Linked DNA regions of Anser cygnoides: region 1 is linked to region 2. The links are chromatin contacts, called in public Hi-C maps. All regions are on one chromosome and are shown on one strand. The core of a region is the stretch at or near the end of the contact, and the rest is flanking DNA. Distances in the headings are between cores, read along the strand shown.

The links. A called contact is a pair of places that touch in the nucleus more often than the background predicts.
Region 1: a Hi-C map of liver shows a contact between it and region 2, with 1.9 times the contacts expected there. The contact joins the promoter of BCL9 here to the enhancer-like site in region 2. A contact is called at or near these places in 2 of 7 Hi-C or Micro-C datasets (both in liver).

Annotation. Positions count from the first base shown.
Region 1 is chr1:87,326,742-87,331,563 of Taihu_goose_T2T_genome, forward strand. BCL9 (BCL9 transcription coactivator) reads right to left here and starts at 1,871. Exons shown (of 9, transcript XM_067001615.1): 1 at 1,801-1,871.
Region 2 is chr1:87,278,986-87,283,706 of Taihu_goose_T2T_genome, forward strand. It overlaps BCL9 (BCL9 transcription coactivator), which reads right to left. Exons shown (of 9, transcript XM_067001615.1): 7 at 2,138-4,367; 8 at 419-679. Among named protein-coding and RNA genes, the nearest start is that of ACP6, 19 kb to the left of the region's middle. Within about 2 kb of position 1,281, at least 1 of the 3 cell types and tissues checked has open chromatin away from gene starts, as enhancers often do. A contact at or near this core is called in liver, where this site is marked.

The DNA of each region.
Region 1 (4,822 bases), core at 621-3,120, 48 kb after region 2:
ATTTGCTGCTTCCATGCACGCAGAGGGGTAGGGTGCATGGTAGCAGTCATCAAGAGGTTTGATTTCACCCCTACACCTATATTCACAAAGGCTGGGGAAAAGTCTGGTATTTTGTCCTTGCTGTTGTTGGGTTCCAACAAAATTAACAGGAATTCACAAAGTCATTTCAACAGAAGATCCCCCACCAGACAGACCACCTACGGAAAAGGCAAGCCACACGCTCTCTTCCCCATCCCCTTGGCTGCGATCCTGGCCCTACGTGCTATCAGCCCTCAAGCTGGCTACACAGATCTCTCCTTTCCCTGCTGCCTGCCCCAAACTCTGCAGTCAGAACACCAGACCTCTGCTTTCTTCCATGCCCAAAGTCCTACTACGCCACATCCAGCTCATCTACACTCTATTTTTGCTCGTGTCCTGGCTGAGTTCAGAATCCCCCCTCTTTTCAGAGTCCTCCAAGGAGCCTGTCCAAGATCTTCTTCGGACCTCCTTCCTCCCTGCTCCCCCACCTGTCTACATCCTCTATCCGCTGGTTTTCCACCCAACATCGAAACTGTAGGAGCCGGAGCTGCCTCCTCCACAGGTCCGGCTGCCTGGCACAGGCATTTTTAATCCCCACCTCGGTGCCTGACAAGTCTCATTTCAAACACGAGCTGAGACTTCTCCCCCTCCTGTGACTGAAAACCTCCGAGTCTTTCTCCCTGCTTCTTGCATGCCTCCATCACTGGACTCTCCGACTGCAAAGCGCGCGGGATGAAGGTATTACGGAAAACGTTCCACCCAGTAATCGTTTGCTGCTTTGATTCTTCTGCTGCTTATTTATTTATTTTGGAGAGGGAGGTAACAAGTCAGGGAGAAGCCGGCTGAGATTTCTGCCGTATACATTTTTTTTGCAGCAGCAAGATCCTCCATCTTCCTTGCTGGATTGAATAGGGTCTCAGGACAATTTAGACTCCCTCCCCCATCTCCCGTTCCTGCTCATATTCCTCAGCACACGATGCTCTCCTCCCAGCCCCGCCTGGGAAAGCACAAATCCCCGCTCTCTCCCCCTCCTCCAGCTCCTGCCTCACTCAGGCTGTGTCAGGACGTTAGGATGATGAACATTTGTGCGGCTCGGATGCTTGTAGGTTATTTTTTTTAGCAAAACAACTCGAATCAATGAAACCCGAACGGCGGCAGATGACGAACTTAAAAGACCTCGCGAGGACGCACCTAACGTACTGGAAGGCTTTCCGAGGAAAATGTATATATATATAATCCTCCACATTTTTAACAAAATCTAGTGCAGAGCTGGGCATGAGGACGGGGGTTTCTCTGCTTTTTATCCCCCTCTGCCTTTATTTTTTGAGCTCTCTCACATCGCCACCTCAGCCACAAGACCTCCGGCGAGCAAGCGAAGCGAGGCTTCACATTGTTACTCTCCCGCCGAGCCAGGTATTTACCGGCTGATAAACACCAACAGTAAAACCGCCTCCATCTCCCCAAACCCCAGAGCATTAAAAATATATAAAATAAAATAAATAAACATTAAAAAATACAGACAAGCGCAACCCAGCCGCGGGAGCACCCCTCCCGGCGAGCAGCCCCGGGGGTGCCGCCTCCCCCCTCAGCGGCGGCAGGGGGGCGGCCAACAGGTGGGACGCCGGGGGAAACTGAGGCAGGGCGCCCGCCGAAAAACTTTCCGCCCCCCGCCGGGCCGAGGAGAACCGAGCCGAGCCGAGCCGAGCCGAGCCGAGCCGTGCCGGGCCGTCCCCACCGCCGGGCGCTGCGGCCGTTGGCGCGGCCGTTGCGGCCGTTGCTTACCTGCCTCAGGCGGCGGGCGCGCGGCGCGGCATGGCGGGCGGGCGGGCGGGCGGGCGGGCGGCGGGAGCGGGAGGCGGCCCGGCCTGCGCTGGCCCCGGGCGCGGTGGCGGCACGAAGGCAACTTACGGGGCCGGCCGGCGGGGCCTATTGTCTGCGCGGGGCGGCGGGGCGGCGGGGCGGCCTCCCCCCGCGGGCGCCGCGGCGCTTGGTACGGCCCAGGCATTCATGCCAAGCGGCTGTGGCGCACGGCGCCTCGCCTCCCGCCACTGCTGGCGAGCCGCAAGGCGGGCGGCCCCCCCCCGCCCCGCCCCGGCCCCGCCCCGGCCCCGCCGGGCTCCCTCGGCCGCTCCGCAGCCCCTCGGGGAGCGCCGTGGAGGCGGGGGGGGCGGCGCCCCGTCCCCAGAGCCCCCGACCAGGAGGCCCGGGGGGCTTCGCAAAGGCTCTGCGGGCGCCAGCCCCGTTAAAAGGCGATTAAAGCCCCGGCGTCGCCGAGCACGGCCGGCGTACGACCGCCCGACAGACCCAAAATGGCCACGCTGCGCCCGTGGCGCCTCGTGTTTTGGGTGGCTTCGGTCCCGCGGGGCTCCCTCGCCACACGGATCTGTTGGCGAAAGCCAACCCAACACGTGGCTGGCGCGCGTCCCCAAGCTGCCCTCCTCGCAGACAGGCTCACGAGAAGTCCCTCGTTGGGCCCAGCGAGCGAACCGCTGTCACGCGTTGCGTAAGGAAACCACGAAACCCCATCTCAAGAGACACACCCCTGCCCAGGGACGACAAAAGGGTTTTCTGCGAGCCTCCGTGGAAAAGGGCCGCGGAGCCCTGAAGAGCATTGCACAAGCATCAGCTGGTTTCATTTAATAGAAATAATTATAATAATTGCCACTTGGATAGCGGTTTTGTCCAATGATCTCAAAGACATTTCACTAACCCGGGCAAGTATTTTTATCTAAATTTAACGAGCAGTAAAACAGATTGAGGCAGATGAAGTGACCTACCCAAGGTCATCTTCCGAATCTGCAACAGAAGGGCGAATGCAGATTTCTGAACCCAAGGGCTCAACAGAGAAGCTGCCTCCCAAAAATAGAGCTCCTACAGTCCCCCAAAACTCAAAAAGTTCATACGAGCCCATGTGTCACTCACTGTGAAGAATTTTAAACAGGTCTAATTTGCAGTTTGGAGACTGGGACAGACACAAAGGAGGTGCTTCCCAGGAAAGAGAAACAGAGGTCAGGCAGGGGAGAACGACTGCAACCCAGAATGACTGGAGACACAGAAGGAGAGACGGGCTGGGGGCAAGCACAACCAGGCTGGAAAATCCGAGTCAATCTTGCAAACATCCCAGCTGGAGGAGCACGGCAGTGCCAAGGAATCTGGGTGAAAGGACTTGAGGTGACATGGAACACACAAAAAGAATGTACGGTCTAGAATTAGAATGGCAGGAAAACAAAATCACACCGTTTGCAGTCTGGGAGGTGGTAGAGCATGGTTTCACCAAAGCCTTGGGCACAGACACCGGTCAGACCCTCTGAGTGGCTGCGGGACGCAGTGAGGGCAGGCCCAGAGGTGCCTGCTGCCCAAGTGCTCTCCTCAGCGCTGGCAAACGCTGGGAGCATGGCGCTGCAGGTCCTCAGAAGAGGATGAGTGCCCCAACTTAACCTGCTGAAAGCAAAGCCAGATTACATGCAGAGCGGTCATCACGCCCAGCGCCACCTCCTGCAGCCTCTGCAAGGGGATGTGCAGCAGCAGACGTGCCTACCGGTGTGCATGAGGGCACTGAGCCTCCGTACACCAAAGCCGCTCTGGAGTCCTGGATTTATGTCCGACAGAAGCCAAAGCCTAGAATTTGTCTCTTAAGAAGAGACCTGGGTAAGCTCATTTTGGCACTCGTCAGGGTGCCATAAAGGCCGGGATCAGTCCAAGCTCCCCCTGAAAAGCTCAGGATTTCTGAGTCTCTTGATAGTCTTTTAAGGAAGAACAAAACCTCTCCGGGCTGACACAGGTTGAAGCCTGATCATTTCCAGTATCCACATTCTGCTAAAGGTGAAAAACAACCCACGGCTAAACTTACCTTGTCTGGGAAAGGCTGCACCCAACAGACTTTCCTGAGCCTGTGGTACCCAACAGACTTTACAAGAGCCTTTCTCTACTGCTCCAAGTCTCAGCTTTTCAGGTTGTCTTTGTACCCCGATGAAGATGACAGTCTTCTCTCCCTGTCCCTGGACTTTCTAGTGCCTAACCAGCTCTGGGTGAGGCCATGTCTTCTTCCAACTGATGAGAGCTGCTGCACTCAGCAGGGCGGATTTTCCCTCTTCCTTCATTTCCATAACGTTTCTCTTCTGTTTACTTTCCCATTGCTCTCCTCATGGCCCCAATTCAGGACAGCATGTAAGCACATGTTTAATCTCATTGATCTCATGGCACTCCATGTACGAAGGAAAACACGGGTCCCTCTGCCCAGCGCCTCTCTCCGAATTTTACATTAAGGAGGCATCAGGTAGAATTCAGAAGTGGTCACTTGAGAGTGGACTGCAACATGGGCTTCCCCCTCTCCTCGGGTTAAATCCGGAACAGCCAGGCTGGTGATTCCTGCAGATGCTTCCTCTCCAGCATGTATGTGTGCCCAGGGAAGCCACAACTCTTTTAAGAAAAGCATAACGCCCCTGGCAGAAGAGGTGAGCATGCCCTCTCTCCTGAAACAGCCGCAGCTCAGGAGCTGGAGCGCTTCCATGGGAGATGCAGACAGGAAATCCCTGGGGCAGAGGAGGCAGCACAGGCTGGGTCTTCTGTACCTCCACAAGTGCTTTAAACCCTCTGGATGCTGCAGCTTAAAAGGAAGCATCAGCCTCCTTGGGGTTCTGCACAGCGCCCATCCTGCAGGCACGCTCCTGCAGGCAAAGCAGCATTTTGTTTCTGGATCCTCCTGCTGCTGCTGTCGTGCTGAGCCCTGTCAAGCAGGAGGCTTTCCCAGACAGGTGCAGAGCGGAGCTGCTGAAGCCAGGGGCCTCGCTGTCAAATCTGATGG
Region 2 (4,721 bases), core at 31-2,530:
CTCCCTTTACCAGAAAATGTACATTTTGAGAAAGTCTGCTAACCTTCTTCTGTAACAAAGGCAACGCACAAAAATAGTGGAGAAGAAAAGACCAGACGATTCAGTGTCAAAAAAAAAAAAAAAAGAAACCTTGTGATGCTTCTATGGCACTGTCTGAAGACAAGGGAAGAATGAAAGCATTCTTCCTCTGGGTAACACATTGTAGGTCTGACAATTATCCCCATAAACAGCCTTCACTCACACAAGTTATCCCACATGTGGAATAAGAGTGGTAATCTCTCACATACATAAAACAACCCATGACTATATATCCTTTAAGGTTTCCCCTCTCATCACCTTCATCTGAGGAAGCTTCCATACAAGTCACTCTCACTGTACTGCCCGACAGCTTGGGCTTACATTTCCCTGAGTTTCTTACCTGGTACACTATTCATAGGTGGCAAATTTGGGGAGCGTGCCGGAGGGGAGTCATCATCTGAGCTGGCCACAGTTTTGATGGCATCATGATAGAGCGGTGTTGAGCTGGGCATGGCAAATTTGGACATCCTGGACATCATGATGGAGAGAGGGTTTTGGGAGAGGGTTGGCTCCGGAGGCATTGTGTAAGGACTGCTAGAGGGAAGATTTCCAGGGAGAGTCACAGGAGCAGACTGGCTGACTGTGGAAGGAGGTGGACCACCTTAGAGGGGCAAAAAAAAAAAGAGAATTTATTTATTTTTTTCACCGTTTTTTCCTTAAATCACACCCTCTTCTCGTAGGGGATCTCAAAACCTTAAAAACCCTTTTATTACAAGGGACCATCTGACTAATACAGTCAATGCTGTGAAAAGTAACCAGAAAAATAAGCCTATCGGTCAAGATTGTTAACATTTGTTATCCTGGATTCTGCACTTCTCCTGGAACCCTCAGGAGCCTGTACAAATCTACAAGAACCACCATCAGGTAAGTCTGAAAATCCTACAGTTCAACTTCCATGCACCAAAGACAAACATGTATACCATGTCTAGCCATAAAAATCGAAATAAATACACAGTCAGTTAATTGATCCTGCGCCCACCAGATGTCAACTGCAACTCCTTTCCCTTTTTCTTTAAGCAGCACCAAGCGAACACAAAAGACATGTGCAGTGCGATGAAAAGCTGGAGCAGACAGTACGCTGAGACATGTGGGCAGATTTCTGACAAGCTGCGCCAGCAGCTACAAGCAAAACTCCTTGTTTTAATTTCATTTCTGCTTTTACATTTACATATTTACTGCTTGATCCAGTTAAAGAAGAATTCTCTGCACCTCTTAGCTTACCGTAATCCTTCGCTCTACCCAGACTAGAGATAACTGCACCTCCAGCCTCCTTTGTCCTTCAGCAACGATCTCCACGCCACATTTGAAGAAAAAACACCGATCTGCTGGCAGAGCCCGGCCAGTAACCCTGCTCAGTGCTGCACGGGGTCGGCCTCCCTGCGGCACCACTGCTGGGATTCCCCTGCTCTCAGCAGGCACGGCCCTGTCCCTGCAGCGCTGCCTGTTACCAGCAGCAGCACTAGAGGGCAACCTGGGCAAACCCGGCTCAGAGGTTTCCCCAGGCCGGAAAGCTCCTGCACTCGGAGCCTGGCTGCGGGGAGAGGGAAAAGAGGGGAGAGGCACACAGTGAACAGTCCCGAGCTGTTCAGGAGCATGTTCTCAGACCTCTGTGCCAAGGACCTGGGCCAGAGCCCGAATCTCCCTGGTTTTCTACCAAACGGGGATCATACAGCGCCCGCTCGCTGCTCAGCTCTGTCCAAAGCGGTCAAAGTCCAAACAAACGTTAGCACATCTCCTCATCTGCGCTGGGACACCTGGAAAGCTCTAACCACACCTGGACACGCGGCTGGCCCCTACGCTCAGCACGCCTTTGTAGGAACTTTTTATTCTGAAGCATTTTCATACCACAAGCAGAAACTTCTCTGCAAAGCCACAACCATCAGGAGGTAGGGGCACAACAGCCAAAAACCGCTCAGAGGACAGTCTTCTCCCCCCAACACCAGACATCCTTTCGCACCTCCAGACCCCACCCTGTCACTTCGTTGTCCTCCCAGCCACCAGCCCTCACCCCCAGGAGCTATGGCACAAGATGGAGTTGGGACGAGGAGGGGGCACTCACCCGACTCCACGTTCCCCAGCATGGCCGGAGAAGACATGGTGAGAGACGCCTTGTGGTTCGGGGGAATCCCGGGGCTCTGCAAAGGAGGCTTTGGAGACGAAGTCCATCCCGGAGAAGGTGCGGGGAGAGACGGAGACTTGAGGTGGACAGGAGAAGCAGCAGCAGACCCCAAGACCGGGGGGGATTTAATGGAGGCAGCAGCAGCTGCGGCAGTGGGGCCCGCGAGCATTCCTGCCAGCTGGGAGGGCGTCTGGGGGGACTTGAGGTTCCCCGAGGGAGACCCCATCATGGGAGACTGGACCTGGCGCATGGTGGGAGACTTCAGGGGGTTGATCCCTGGAGAATGCACCTGACCGGCTGCGGAGATATCCAGGGGCTTGCGGCCCAGGCTGCGCTGTGCGGGGGGAGCAGTGTTGAGGCTATTAGGGTTACTGGTGGGGTTGAGAGGTAGTGGCGGCATGTGGCTGAGCCGGTTGTTAGTCCTTTGGTCAGGCCCCATCTGTTCTCTGAGATTTCGGAGGCCAACTCCTGGGCCCTGAGACATGGGAAGGAAAGGCCTGGGACCCATGCCATACTCCTGCTGCGGGTGCTCCCCGAACGGCAACGGCACCATCTTCTGCTGGGAGGAGAGCATCTCCGAGACGCCGGGCCGCAGCTTCATCATCTCTTCCGGCCCGACTCCCGCCTCCCTCAGCTTCTGAGGTACCAGGGGTGGGTTGGAGCCCATGCTGACATTCATGCCCATGTCCCCCTTCATGCTGCCAGGGCCCATCCCAAACTCCAGCTCCCTGCTGGAGCCCATCTGGGGGGGTATTCCTTTGGGGAAGTCCCCCCGGGAGGGGCTCATCGGCCCTTCCACTGGCATGCGCGGGAAGATGGGGTTATTCCCAGGCTCCATGTGTCTCTGGGAGGGAATCATTCTGTTGATCTCCATGCCGGGCCTGATGCCCTCCATGTTGAGGCCCGGGGGGAGGCCCATCTGCTTCTCGGCCAGCTGCTGCTGATAGATCTCTTCGGGCAGGCCCTGCGGGTTGGGGAACCGCTCCCCTCGGCCGGGGCCGCTGAAGACGCCCTGGCCGGGAGGGAAGTTGCGGCCGTCTGGGATTTTTGGCACGTCGTCTGGCCAACTGACCCCTGAAAGCCCCGGCCGGGAGGCGGGATTCGGGACGTTGGGGCCCTCCATGTCAGGGTTCATCATTCCCGCGAAACCGGGCAGGCGCATCTGGCTCCCGGGCATGTTGGGATGAGGGGCCATGCCCCTGGGGGGCAGAGAGTGGGACATGTTCATGCCCTCGGGGAAGGGCTCGGGACCCCCGGGTCCCCAGCCTTCCCCTGGGGTCATCTGGTAGGGGGGGGGAGGGCCTCGCACGACGCCGCGAGGCCCGTGCTGGTGGACCATCATGTCCTGCAGGGAACACTGCTGCACGACCACCTGCTCTTGCTTCCTTCTCTTCTCCTCGTAAAACTCCTGCTGCAGCTTGAGCCAGGCCACCTGCTCGGGAGTCATGTGGTCCAGGTGGTCGGGGCCGATGGGTCCCGACTGGGAGTTCATTGGTGGTGGCCCCATTTCATCTGGGGAAAAGGGCATGTCCCTGTGTCCTTGAGGGCCAAACGGAGCCCCTCCATCTGTCCGAGACCCTGACCCTTTGCCTAAACTTTGGGATTGAGCCATCATGGCCTGTATCGGCCCTTCAGGTTTCTTTTGGGGACCATCCAGCACCCCAGAGTTTGGGGGCGGCCCCCCGCTCTGCCCTCCCGCAAACTCCTTCTCGTCAGGGAAGAGCATGCGCTGAATGTCTCTCAGGGTCTGCAACGAGCGCTCCCGGTGTTCCAGCTGCTCCTGCGACAGCCCATCCGGATTCTCGCCCAGACTGGACGGGTCCCCCCCAGACACCGGCTGGGGAGGACCTTTGGGGTCTGCAGCGGAGCTATTGCTACCTTGGGAAACTGGGCTCACTGCTCGGTTATTGGGGGTCGAACTCTGCCCAAATCCTTCCGTCTGCAACGGGGTGGAGTTGGCGGGGCTGCCCACCGACATCACTTTGCTTTCCACGCTGGGACTGTCCTGATCTATGGGACACGGGGGACCAGTGGGTTTGGACACTGGTGCTGACACGGGTGGAGTCGGCTGCATTTTGGCGTTCTGGGGAGGGTTCTGGTCCTGGGCGGCAGGGGGCTGCGGCTGCGGCAGGGGCTTGGGTTCAGTCCGAAGTGCAGTGATCTGGGGGTTCTGAAAGAGAAAGCCACAGGCCGTCACTCGCTCTTCTTACAGCTGTGCCACACAAGCAGAGGTGCCAATGAAACGCCCTGTCTCAGCCCCACCAGCCCACGCTTTGCAAGGAAGGGTAGCTTCCACACAGTCTTTACGGAGCGACATCTTGGCCAGAAGAGAGAGATTGGATCAATTGCTCAAGCATTACAGCAGGTACCCCTTGCTTCTGTGCAGGCTCTGCATGAGCAATGGGTTGGAAATACACCACCCAAATACTGCGAGACTCAAACTCCTCTTTGGATAATCCAAGACATTTATTTGCAGAAGGGTAGGACAACAGCTGTCCCTCTCTTTTCCATCCTACAATTTATT